Regions from separate parts of the Lactuca sativa genome. Here region 2 is linked to region 1. The links are chromatin contacts, called in public Hi-C maps. All regions are on one chromosome and are shown on one strand. The core of a region is the stretch at or near the end of the contact, and the rest is flanking DNA. Distances in the headings are between cores, read along the strand shown. Region 1 holds the start of LOC111912387. Region 2 holds the start of LOC111912386 (pentatricopeptide repeat-containing protein At1g62350).

Region 1 (6,742 bases), core at 412-2,911:
ATTTCTAGAAAGCACAAAAAGATGTAATAAAAAATGAAAAGCGAACCTGATCAGGCTTTTTTTTATTTATTTTTATTTATTATTTTTTTTATGGAAGCAACAGGCAATGGATAGGGAGTGGTGAAGGATTTCTTAGTATGCTTGTGACCGAAATGAGAAAGAGGGTTCTATATAAAGTGTATTTAGTGTTGAACGATTCAATCAGTAATCGGCTGAAGATAAGGATGACCGATTCAACTTTTGACCGGTTCATTTGACATTCATTTACTTTGAGATGAGATATATAAGGATAAAAGTGTGACTGGGACTCAAATCCCCTATTTCAAGGAACATATTGGGAACAAATCTTCATTTTGACCGATTCAGTTTGATTCACATTAGTTAGGTGGAGATTTTAAGGGATATAAGTGAGACTACGTATTCAAGGTTTGACTAATAAGATTCAATGCATAAATTCATTGTACAACTTGCATTTAATTTTGTACCTCTTAAAATTCAACATTTGATGCTAAATGCTTATTAAGATATATATATATATATATATATATATATATATATATATATCGAGAATTGGAATGAGAAAAACGTATAAGGAAGGGGAAAAACAATGAAGAATGACTTTGGTAGGAGTTTTGACCTTTTAGCAGAATGACTTTTTGGGAAACTCGTCCCTATCGTGCTCACAGCCCGACCGACCTTCCAGCGGTAGTTGAATTTATCCCATTCCATGGTCAAAGACTTGGTTGGATGCGTGAGCTACTCCACGAGGAGGGGTACCGTACATAGCAGTTCCATCTAATACTTATAAGTTAAGAAGATGAAGTTACCTTCGATTTTTTTGCACATCCACACACCCATACATACATACATACATGCATATATATATATATATATATATATATATATATATATATATATATATATATAATTGGATGAGAAAAACATACAAGGAAGGGGAAAAACAGTGAATAATGACTTTTCTAGGAGTTATGACCTTTCATTAGGTTGACCTTTTGGGAATCCTGTCCTCACCGTGCTCATGGCCTGGCTGACCTTCCAGCGATGGTGGAATTTATCCCGTTCAATGGTCAAAGACTTGGTTGGATGCAAGATGTACTCCACGAGGAGCTGTAGTACAACACATAACAGTTCCATCTGAAATATTTGATATAATTCTACCATTTCTACTATGAATAATCGATTTCATTGATGTAGCTTCTTCTAGTTAATGAGGACGACAATGTACTTCATGAGTTGGAATTTATTGATTGGAATGACTTGTTTCACATCCATACCGTTTGGACTTGTTGACACATCACCTTGAAATCGATTCTACCCAGTATTAACGATTAAGGTAGGACAAAAAAAACTTCAATGAATGACTGAAACGAGACATAAAAAAACACTTACCGAATTAAAATGGTACAAAATTAATAGTTTTATAGAGTATTTTTCAAATGTAAATAATAAATATATTATGCTTTTCATTTTATGTTGACAAATGATGTTTATCCAGTTGGTGTTCCGTGGCTTCGTTAGGTTTGGCGACTTTTCTTGGGCCCGTGTATAGACCAAACCGGTCCAAAAACGTGAGTCGGTCAAAAAAATAAAAAGGATAAAAATGATTTGTGATATAAAAGAGAGACTCGGCAAACGCCGCTTGTTATGATATCCACATCCTCAACCCTCTTGTCAGGGCGCTGCCCTCTCTCTCCTCTTTTTCTCCCCTCTCTTTGGAATCCGAATAATTCCTGAAGAATCTCATCAATTTCTTCTTCCTTTTTCTACCTACTCATCTATCCTTTCATCGAACACTTTTTCATACTTGCAGTTTTACATTCTATCGCCATGGATGCAGTCATTGAGATCGATGGCCAACAACAGCTCATCAACGCCGTTCCAGATCTATCGATCCATGACCAGGTACCCTACTATTATCGATATATATATGGATTGGTGTTGATTGTTAATGTAATTGTATGTTCTAGGGTTTTGTTTTTTTATGTGAATATGATTTTGTTGGGATGTTTGGTTTTTCGTTTTCAAGTTAATCGATCTAGGGTTGTGATCCTGGGCAGGAGGAGAAGAACGAAGTGGTTTCTAGTAACGAAGAGACTCTGCATCCGAAAACTTCATTATCTGATGAAGATCATCACGGGGTTTGTGCAATTTGTTTGAATCAGATCGCGTTACAGGAAACCGCCCTCGTAAAAGGTTGCGAGCATGCCTACTGGTTTGTTTCTCTACAATCACAAATGCCCATTTCATATAATATATCAGCGGTTTAATTCTCGATTCGCATACACTGACATATAATATATCAATTAAACACCAAGAAATGGTTGCAGTTGAATCTTTTCAGAGATAATAATAATATTACCTTTTAACTAGTTCAAGAACCAGTTTTTTGTGCCACTTTTATTAGAGAATAACAATTTACTACATCACCTTAATGGATTCTTGAATCCTATGCGCATCTGTACTGTTGGAGATAATGTTTTGGTTTATAGTATGCTTTAGAAGACACTACAGCATAAGGATTATTGTATATAATTAAAGTGATTGTATCTAATCGCTGCTTATCAAGGTATATAATTATGTGACCATAAGGAATTAAAATATGTGTTAGATTTTCTTTTTCAAATAGATAAGACAGTGTTATGTAATACGATCTCAACAGTGTTACACCTAAATCCTACTTTTTGTATGAAAGTACAAGTTATAAAATTGTGACAAGATTATAACTTATAAGGACAAGATTTATTACACGAAGGTATTTAAAGAAAAAAAAATGAAATGTTACATTTTGTAATGAGAACGCAAACAAATATGTGAATTGTGATTCATCTGAAATACATGTGTGCTTAAAATCTAAATGATTATATGATGTGACATGCTAAAATGCTAATAAAATAAACTCGTAACCCAAATCATCTTTTTATATATAGTGTGATTTGCATCCTCCGATGGGCCACATATAAAAAGGAACCAACTTGCCCACAATGCAAGAACCCATTCGAGTTCCTCAATATCCATCGTTCTCTTGATGGCAGGTATTGAAATATTTTCCCAATTAAGAATAAAAGAAATACATAATTTTTTTCTTAAAAAGTACAATGTTGTAATAAAAAGAAATGAACAGCATCCATGACTACATGTTTGAGGAAAGTGTTTGCCTCCTCTTAAGAGCCTCATGGTTCCACCCTCTACACATCGAACCCCATGAAGAACCCGAAGATCATCATCACATCACACAAGACTTCTTCTATTCATACGACTATGAAGAAGAAGAAGAAGATGAAGATTTAGATGAAGTCTACCTTGGACGCGCATCAAACATCAACATCCGTATCGGTAACCGGAGGTGGGGCCACAACGGGTTTGTCCGGGCGGGGAAACAAGAAGCCCGGCCCGTCCACCAACAACCACCGTCTAATTTTCAAGATTCCGGTGGCGCTGGCCCTTCATCGCGTGAGCCAAAGAAGAAGGAAACCGGTGGTGGTGGTGGTGGTGGTGGTGCTAGGGATGTGGCGGCGGTGGGGCGGCGGGCGAAGAGGACGATGAAACGTGAGGCGGCGGATAAGGCGGCTGCTGCGAAACATCAGCAGCATTTGGTTAGGCTCGGGCGTAACTGACTGAGTCGACTCACTGACTTGCCCTGGTTGGGTTTTATTGTTTCTCTGTACAGTGTTGTTGAATGATTGTGAAATAATGGATTTTAGTTTTTAGATATGATGATATAAGGGGTTTTAATACTGTGCAGTACCCCGTAATCTACTAGTTTATTATGATTAAGATAAGATGTTTTAATTATTTATCTGGTGAAAGTTTTAGTTCATGCTGATATACATGTTAGTTCATGTGATTGTTCCATGAAAGGTAAAATGGTCATTCCTTGTTCATTATATATACAATTAAAAGGGAACATGCTTATATTCTCATGAAATTTGTGTTGCTATATTGTTTATGCACACCAAATGTTCGATCAAATGTGTAATGTTGGATAAAATGTCTGATTTGTGTGAAGAGCATTTATTTGTTAATAAATCACTACCTTTTGTAGATCGTAGATAGTGGCCATATCATGTTTTAGGCTTGAGTGTATTTTCTTATAATAAAAAAAGGTTGAACCAAATGTGGCCTACATTTGGTTCTAACATGTAACGTTTTTAAGTCCTAAAATTTATGTAGCATAGTTTACAATACAAGATCTTGCAGTATAAATCATAAGCTAACATAATTAGAAGTGGCAATGTATTCAGCAGGGCCATAAGGAATTAAATATCCTCAGAACAAGCAACAAAAAAAAGGTTTTATTATAAATTTTTATTTTTAAATAAAAATTAATAATAAAAATATTGAGCTTTGTGCATCTGTCTATTTTGCCCATTCCTCAATGTCTCCGATGATATTCATAGGAAATCCAGCAACTAAACGTGAGTTCGGTGTTGCGTTTCTTCAATGAATCCAATATTCTAAAGCTCAGTTTTCTTCTTTCTTTTGCTGCAACAACTAGCAATATTGCTTCTTGGGTTGCATATATTTTTTAGACAAGTTGGGTCAATCTATAAATTTCATAAACGTTGACGTCAATAGTTGAAACAATGTAACGATATATCCAACAATTTATTTATGCTTATTTTTTTAAATCTTTCTTTAGGCATAACCACGATTATTATGGTACAAAATCATCATGCTTACTAAAAAATGAATCAGTGCATATGTCATTGCCCAAGATTCTTCACCATGTACTAACTTGTATAACGACTAACATTCATGACTGTGTAGTAAGTCACTTCACCCGTTGTCCATACATGTAAAACCATAAAACATCCATGTCTGACAAGATATTAGAAGTTCATGCCTTAAAACTAAACATGTACAAACGTATGACATAAGTCCAAAAATTTTCATGTAAACAACTATAAAATTTATATGAAACTCACCATGGATCTAGACACTTAAAACTTGCTCGATCTGCTAGCCCAAACTTCTACACGTCCCGAACTAGTGATCTCTAAGGCAGTATACTCGAATACTACAATACTTTACCTAAAGTGTTCCATGATGCCTCTCACGCATTCAATTCGACCAAGTGAAGTTTCACAATCATCCACGATTATTTATTCATACATATTTTATTAACAACTAAAAACATTCTAGTTTATAGGATAAACGCCATAACAATTAACAAGTTTCTTTCATAAAAACCCCAAAACAAGTAACTTGGACCATGTGCAGTAAAATTAATAACTTAAACAAAACATGTTCACTTTGATTACTTTTGATCATAGAAAAATAACCCAATCATCACAAATAGGTGATTGTGGTAAAATGGCTTATTTATAAAGTTCTAGCATTTAAGAAAACCAATTGAAGTGGCTAAATAAGTATAAAAATTGCAGACGTATATTAATGTTTATATCATAACCAAATAATAAAATTTTAAATAAAAACCATGACACTAGATTGGTAGGAGCATCAACACGTATCTGAGCTCTTCCAAAATTTAATCATCACTAAATATTGTTTTTAAAACTTTTAGTAACTGTTAGCAAAAAGCCAAAACACTGGATAGGATAGAGGGTGCTTGAGATTGATTATTTAATGTGTTTGTTATTGTATTCCGTGACACCAATAATCAACACTTCCAAATGTTTAGATACAAAAATGTATACTCCGGTATGGTAGAGGCAATAAGCATATTTTGATAAGTGGTTTTGTTTTGACTTATAGAAACTCTTTATCAAGGTAAAACTAAATTACACATCTTTGTTTGTTTAAAGAAAGAAAAAAAGTCAATAATATGTAATCTGTTATTTTCGGTTATTTTACACTTATAAGTAGAATTCCTCAAACATTAGAAAACAACTTATCAACTTGTTATGATTTTGTATTGGATAAGCTTATACAAACATTTTCTTTTCCAAAACTCCTTTTAAAAGCAACCAGATATGTTGATAATCACTTTTACAGAAAAACGTAAGTTATTTTAAAATATCGATCCCAAACATCACCGACTTAGTGTGCACCTCAACCTTCCTCCCGGATTTCTCTCTCTTCTTTGCACCGCCCTTGCTCTGTTTACCCAATGTCATTTTTTGAAGATGGTGTAGTAAGGTCTTGTATAGGGTGCATTAGACACTTGTATGTTTCACTTGTAAGATGAAAAGTAGCTCTAACATGGTATGTGTTGTGAATCATAGTATACCAGTGGTTCCTTATATTTAAGTCTTTCGTAGATATGATTTATATACATAAATCTTACAACCATTGACTAACCCAACATTTTTCCCTTTATAGTTTATATAGAGATTCATATGTATTTGTAAACACACTTGAAACACTTATATGATCAATGAGAATGTTGAAATGAATCGTTAAGTTGAGGTAGTTTCCATCAATATGTTATCAACACATTGCTCACACACGACAGACGCATCATATTCAATTTTTGTCGCTCTAATCACACGACAATTTTTTCTTGATGTATTCAGGTAACAAGAAAATCGATTATCAACATCTGGTTATCTAAAAGTCATAATTATACGATTTTTTCTCTACATATATTTATCTATGCATTCGTTTTGTATGATAAAATAATTATTTATTTATGTCATATAAATGGTTTTTGCTGCTTAGGATGCATAAATGGTCTTCTAAAACTCTTAATATTCATATGAAAAAAAGAGTAAAATCCATAAAAAGTATTCTAATTTTTTATCACCCATATATATATATA
Region 2 (6,767 bases), core at 3,878-6,377, 170 kb before region 1:
TATTCTAACTATTAATTCTACAAGATTTGAAATTTTTGTTAAAATAGTACTCGTTTTTAATAATTAAATTAATCAAATTCATGCTTAAATCATTTAATTATGTCTAACAAAATTTTGATGAATTGTATTCCTAATAGAAATATTCTCTTAAAAATACAGCAAATCCAAGAATCTATAAATAACTCTGAACAAAATCTTATAGATTCTTATAAACCTACTGATCTATGTACAATTTTAAACAATAATCATATTCATGATGCTAGATGGCTCATAAGAGAAAGTATTAAAATTCGTTACAAATATATACGTTATCTAAAAACAAAACTATTTGTTTTCTAAAATTACTATTGATGGTTACACACACACACGCTAACATTAAAATGGTATCCGAAAAAAACCTCTTAAATCCGTATTTGAAAAATTCAAACCCAAACCGTCAATTATTGATTTGGTTTCAGTTTTTCGATTTTGGTTCGGTTTTTGCTCATCAATACTATGGAAGGGGTTCACTATTATATTTGATGTGATGAATGAGTTTTCATGTAGGATTGGAACGGGTTTTCATAAATTTTTAGTTTTCTATTATATTTTATATTTGCTTTAGGAAATAAAAAGAATTTGTCAAATTGGCAAAAATGATTAAAAACTAGGCTCATGTTGATTATGCATAAAGACTATGTTTAATAGACTATGAAAAACTAAAACAATTGATACTAAAAAATTAGTTGCTAACTAATAAAATAGTTGATAAAAATAACATTTAGCTACAAACCAATTGAAATATGTAAAATGATACATAAAAATTGAGCTTTTTTATAATTAATAAAAAATATTTGAACTTTGTTTACAGAGATAATAAACGATAGGTTATAACTTATAAGGTACTTTTTATTTGCCAATAACCTAAAAATATTTGAAAAAAATAATAATTTATAAACTTGTACCGTGTCAAACATACCCAACATAATTACATATTTTGGGTTTGAAATTTTATTTCAAACAACCAACTTAAATATTCAAAAAGAAAAAGGATATAATCCATTTCAAGGTTCATAGATTCTGGCGTAAGATTTGGAATTTAGGATTATATTATATGGTTTCTTTTGTGCCAAAATTAACATAGAGGATTCAATTTCGCTAAATGTCTTTAAATTTCATTTTGATGGACTTCCGGAATGGTGAAATCCATTAAGGGTCATAATTATTGACGCAACCCATGCGATATAAATCCGACACGAAAATAAACCAATTTGAATTGAGGTTTCTAGTCCGTCAACATGCCAACCTGCAAACCGGCCAAATAAACTCGGAGCGGTTCACCATTTGATGAAGACACAAAGACATTCTGCCTTGCATTTGCAAGCGTTGTTGCATAACCTAAAATTTTAGAAAATTTGAACCCAAAACATGTGTTGTGTGCTCTTAATCAAATTACACATCACTATTACATAAATAATATTTGGGTTCACGGGTCAACTCGTTAATCCAAATCTGACCTACAAACTCACAAACTCAAATATATAAAAAGGTTAGATGGATCGTGTCCGGGTTAACGTATCTAATCTGTCAAACCGCGACACGAATAATTATATGGGTCATGTACGAGTTAATGCATTTTGATCTGTCATTCTGTCAACTCGAACCCGACACTTTTACCACCCCTATAATTGATCAATCTGTTCTTCATTAAATAACATTGTTTCTATATATTGAAAAGTTGCATAACATAGTAACAATATAAAAGTAGTATTTAAATATAAATAATTTTGTTTTTAAAAAGTATTTAATTTTTATAATCAAATTAAATTCTATTTCCTACCATCCTTAAGGATGCTAGAGCATAATTCTTTTTAGATTTCAATTTTTTGTTCAGTCAGATGGAATGGAAATGGATTAATATTACAAACAAATACAATGTGGTGTATAATTGTAATTCAAATCTTTACACTATTTAACTATAGTTATTAAAGAAAAATTGCAAACATAACAAAATGGGAATGTAAAAATAAAATATCATTTTAGCTATTTTAAGAAAATAAAATGTTAATCACATTTTTTTAAACAGATTTAAGCCATCAAAAAATACCTATACAAAAAAAATTATATTTGCAATTTTTCATTACATTCCATGATGGAATGAAAAAAAAAAACAATTAAGTTATGAAAATTGAATAACATTCATTAAAAAATGGTCCATTCCATTCTATCAAACAAAACAAAAAACTATTTTTACATTCCAATGGAATCAAAATCAACCATTCCATTCCTTACCGGATTCCATCATACCACACTACCAAACACTTCTCAAATTCATCAATAAACTTTCATTATAATTATTTTTATCAAAATCAAGAAACCACATTACCTATATTAGTTGGAATCAGAACACTCTTCAAACAAACCTTCGGGTGGATCATAAATAATCATACCCGGAAAAAGTTCCAAAAAATCATCCTTCACCTTTTCTCTCAATTCCGGATACGGTAAAAGCCCTTTCAAGATCACGCGATAAGGCAATGACAACGGAGGGTCCGCAGCTTTTCTCATTTCCTCATATATAAACATTGCCTCTAATGGCAATCTACTATCTAAAAAAGCCCTAATAATATCCCCAAATGTATGTTGATCAAAGTGTACCTCTTCTTTCTTTAAATCTCCCCATACTTTTTTCACTTCTTCCACTTTTTTATTTCTTGCTAGCATCATAAGCATGTCACGATAAAAAAACATATCTGGTCTATACCATATCTCTTTTCGCACCACTTCGTATAACTGCGTAATGAAAACCATCCAAATCCAACGAAATTAGGTTTCTAATGCTATTCTATTCTTTGCACAAAATGAGAGAACCCACCTATCAAAAGATTGTAATTTTTGTCCCATATAAATCCCATTCCTACCTTTTTGAGTGATGTTAATTGGACAAAAGCAATTTTGTCCCACCCAAAAAGGTAGGATTGGAACTGATGTGAATGGGACAAAGTTTCTTTGTCCCATTCACATCAGTTCCAATCCTACCTTTTTGCCAATTTTGTCCCATTCACATTAGTTTCAATCCTAACTTTTTGGGTGGGACAAAAATAATGTAACTTTTTGGATAAGACAAAAATATATTTTTTAATTGGAAAAAATTTCTTTTCTCCTATTGACATCAATCCCAATCCTATCTCTTTGGGTGGGACATATTTTTGTCCCATTAACATCAATCCCACTCCTACCTTTTCGGGTGGGACAAAAAAAAATTGTCTCATTGTCATCAGTATAAGTTCATCTTTTTCGGATAGGAATTATTTTTTGTCCCATGAACATTAATCTAATGCATGTCAAATGCATACAACTTATATGTTATGTCATGTCCAACGTAACAAAAGAAGCCCTACCAGATGTGCGAAAGGGTATTATCGGAAATACAACAATGCAATACAAGAACAAAAGGAAGGTAATATAGAGAATGGAAGGAAAACAAACCTTCATGGAGAGAAATACAAGGTCTTGTCTTTGGAATTCAAAAAGAACAGAAACAAGATCAGATTTGAGAAGGCGAGAGACATGGGACTTGATAAAGTGGTCAAGTCTGAGAGGACTTGATTGAAGTCTCTTGAGTTCTTTTGCAATGATCAAACCTTCTTTCCCCAATTCCTTCTTTCGTCTCCATATTGATAAACTAGGGCTTGATGAGGATGAAGAGGTTGAGATTGAGATTGTATTTTGGTGATTGAAATAAATGGGAGTTGATATGGTGTTGAGATTTGAGAGCAAAGTTCTTCGTAGAATGGTTCGAGTGTAATTGAGCATATTGGATCTCCAATTGTTACTTGGAATTGGATCTAAACAATTAATTAAAGAGATTGAATATAATTCAAGACAATCATATGAGGAAAAGGATTAAATTAGTTAGGGGTTAAATGCAAGAAACTGAAAGAACGATGTTGTAATAGAAAGAAATGGAGGTGGAATACTATAATACACAGTATGTTGCTGTTTTTATGCATTTTTTCATTAATATTTATTCAACTAATGACAAAAAAAAAGGGAACCAACATGACTAAGCAAAAAAGAACTAGCTTCCTAATTATAAAGAAACGATGTAAAAGGATATATATCTCATGCCATGTATCAATTAGAATTAACACTTTGACTCAAAAGTCAACATAACTACTTGAAAGTTCAACAAGTATGTGAACAATATTCTTACTCAGATGTACACTATGTACTTAATTAATAATCTTGATGTTAAATACATAAAGAGAAAGTATAAAGGGTATCTTCCCCAATTTTCAAACTTTAAGCAAAAAAACCACCGATATGGAGATAGAGGGAGCGGTAATTAACGTAATATCCAAAGCAAATCAAGTGAATGGACTCGTGAAGAAGATGCTGCATTTTTTTTATAGATACAATTCCAATTGTTTTAGTTCACAGAAATACTTTGAAAAGACAACCATATGAATTATAAATTCCTAATTAGAATAAACCAAATGTAATAAAAGTGAACAACCTTCAGCAGGGCAGGAGCTGAAAAAGAGGTATAAGGGCATCGAGGTTATGCGAATAGCATTTGAATTGAGAAAACCTAATCCTAAACACAGAATCAGAAATCCTAATCACTAATCAGAGTTATCAGTTATCACATACCTGTTGCTGTTGGGCGTTGGCGTGTCTGTCGAGTGGTTCGAACTACGAACTCGGAGGTCACAAATCAGAAAGTTTTTAAAGGCTAAGGACACCGTTGAGACTTGACTACTTGAGAATGTCGAATTAGAGAGGAGAGGAATCACTAAAACCAAGCATCACAACCACACCGATAAAATTGATAGTTTGCGATGATTTCAGTAGATACTCTTGAGCTTCCAATTCTAGAAGATGAAACCATTGATAAGCGATAACACACAAAAACCAGGCAAACTTTATTTGAAAGAGGACGCAGGTAAAAAGGCTGGCTGAAGAATTAGACCATCGGGTAGCAGCACGTAGGTGGCGTGTGACGATGGCTGCGACCTGGACGCATAACACCGCCCCAAGTCGGTTGGTGGTGGCGTGGGCTGTGGGGTAGAGATACGATCCGGTCCACTACTCTACCTGATCCTACCCACGATTCAGACCCTAACGTGAGAGTCCAACGGCCCAAACACAAGATTAATGTGTTGTGATAATCTATGCATTAATGCATAGTCGGTCGGCTAAAAAATAAAAAATTAAAAAAAAAAAAAAAAAAAAGCGACGGGTTGTATTTCAACTTATTTCAAACATGTCTATCTAATAAAAATGTTGGTATACTTCAATATCTAATCCCTGTTTCTATTTCTAATCTCTTTTGCATTTGTATTTTTTCTATGATTGATAATTCATATCCAAATGTTTATTTGAATCTCGGAGACTCTCAAGCTTTTCGGAGTTCTCCATATTATGAAAACCCTTTGTTTTATCTAGATCCAAATCAAGTTTCTATCATAGAAAATCTCCAAACATCACCAAATACCGAAAAACAACTATGAGGCAATAAATGGGATGTTGCAGAAAATATCGCTTTAATGTCAACATGGTGTTTTGTTAGTGAGGGAGGATAAACAACGTGAAAAAAAAAAAAAACAGAAAAATCATCATTGTGTGAACAAATAAAGGGATTGTATAATGTCACTCATGCTAAAATTTCAAAAAAACTTAATAGCAGGAATGAAGATTAGATGTGAGATCGTTTTAAACGAATTAGCGAAAATGACCAAAAGTGGGTTGGTGTATTTTATAAAGCATGGTGCCGAAAAAGAAATGGAATGAGTCAGCAAGATGTTGAAAATGAAGCTTATAAACTTTATGATGCAAGTAGCAGTAAGTTTAACAATATTATTGTATTTAATGAAATTATGTGTAAACATGATAAATGAGCTTTAGAGTTACGCCTTGTTCCCGAGTTCCACTTAAGGAGGGATATGGATGGATATGGAGGGAAAGTGAGGGATATTGAAGGAAAATCGTGTTCCCGAGTTTTATTAATGGAAGAAAAGTGAGGGAGCGAAAGGATTTTGGAGTCATTTTCCTTCTAAATTTTCATCCCAATTTGGGCGGATTTGGGAATAAAGTGAAAGGTAGGAAAACTTTAAGTTTTATTTGTTGGAATAGTGTCTAAGTCCGTAACTATATTTGGTATGTACTTGACCCGGTTGTGCATGGTCCTTTTGGGTTGCTTTCTCCAAAGCAACTTGACAAGGTAATTTAAGGAGAAAGAGAGAATATTATGGTTTATTAATATATTATAAGAATAATATATTAAAGGAGAAATCATATTTATTTAATTAGTATTGGTCATAAATTAATTAGGAATTAAATTGGTGACTAAAAGAGATTAATTAAATAAAGGGGTATAAACTGTCAAATGTGTGATAGTTAAGTTTTGGGTTAAGGAAGCCTAATGGACTTAAGGGAGAACGAAATTATGATGGGGGTCCATCATATTTTCGTCGAAGGCCTTATTCTAGAAGGTTCCTTGGGCTGCTTGGTGGCTAAGTTGTCCATTAGGGTTTAGACTGAAACCCTAGTAGCTTGCAAGTATAAATAAGTCCCCTAGGCTATGGAAAATCGGCTACACTTCATTCCAAGGGAACCCTAGGGCCGATTTCTAGCATCTCTCACCCTCTCTCATATTGCCTTCTTGCTTGTGGGGTTTGTGAACCATTATAGGAGTTACAATTGTGACTCTAAGCTCAAGATCAAGAAGATTACAAGGATTCAAGCTACTTGAAAGAGGTAAACCACTTAGATTTGTTTTCTTT

The links. A called contact is a pair of places that touch in the nucleus more often than the background predicts.
Region 2: a Hi-C map of leaf shows a contact between it and region 1, with 9 times the contacts expected there. The contact joins the promoter of LOC111912386 here to the promoter of LOC111912387 in region 1. A contact is called at or near these places in 2 of 4 Hi-C or Micro-C datasets (both in leaf).

The regions. Positions count from the first base shown.
Region 1 is chr2:79,722,064-79,728,805 of Lsat_Salinas_v11, reverse strand. It overlaps LOC111912387, which reads left to right and starts at 1,661. Exons shown (of 4, transcript XM_023908123.3): 1 at 1,661-1,923; 2 at 2,079-2,233; 3 at 2,949-3,053; 4 at 3,143-3,844. The coding sequence starts at 1,849. The coding sequence ends at 3,635.
Region 2 is chr2:79,893,774-79,900,540 of Lsat_Salinas_v11, reverse strand. It overlaps LOC111912386 (pentatricopeptide repeat-containing protein At1g62350), which reads right to left and starts at 5,127. Exons shown (of 4, transcript XM_023908122.3): 1 at 4,636-5,127; 2 at 3,469-3,827; 3 at 2,366-2,772; 4 at 1,394-1,661. The coding sequence starts at 3,795. The coding sequence ends at 2,371.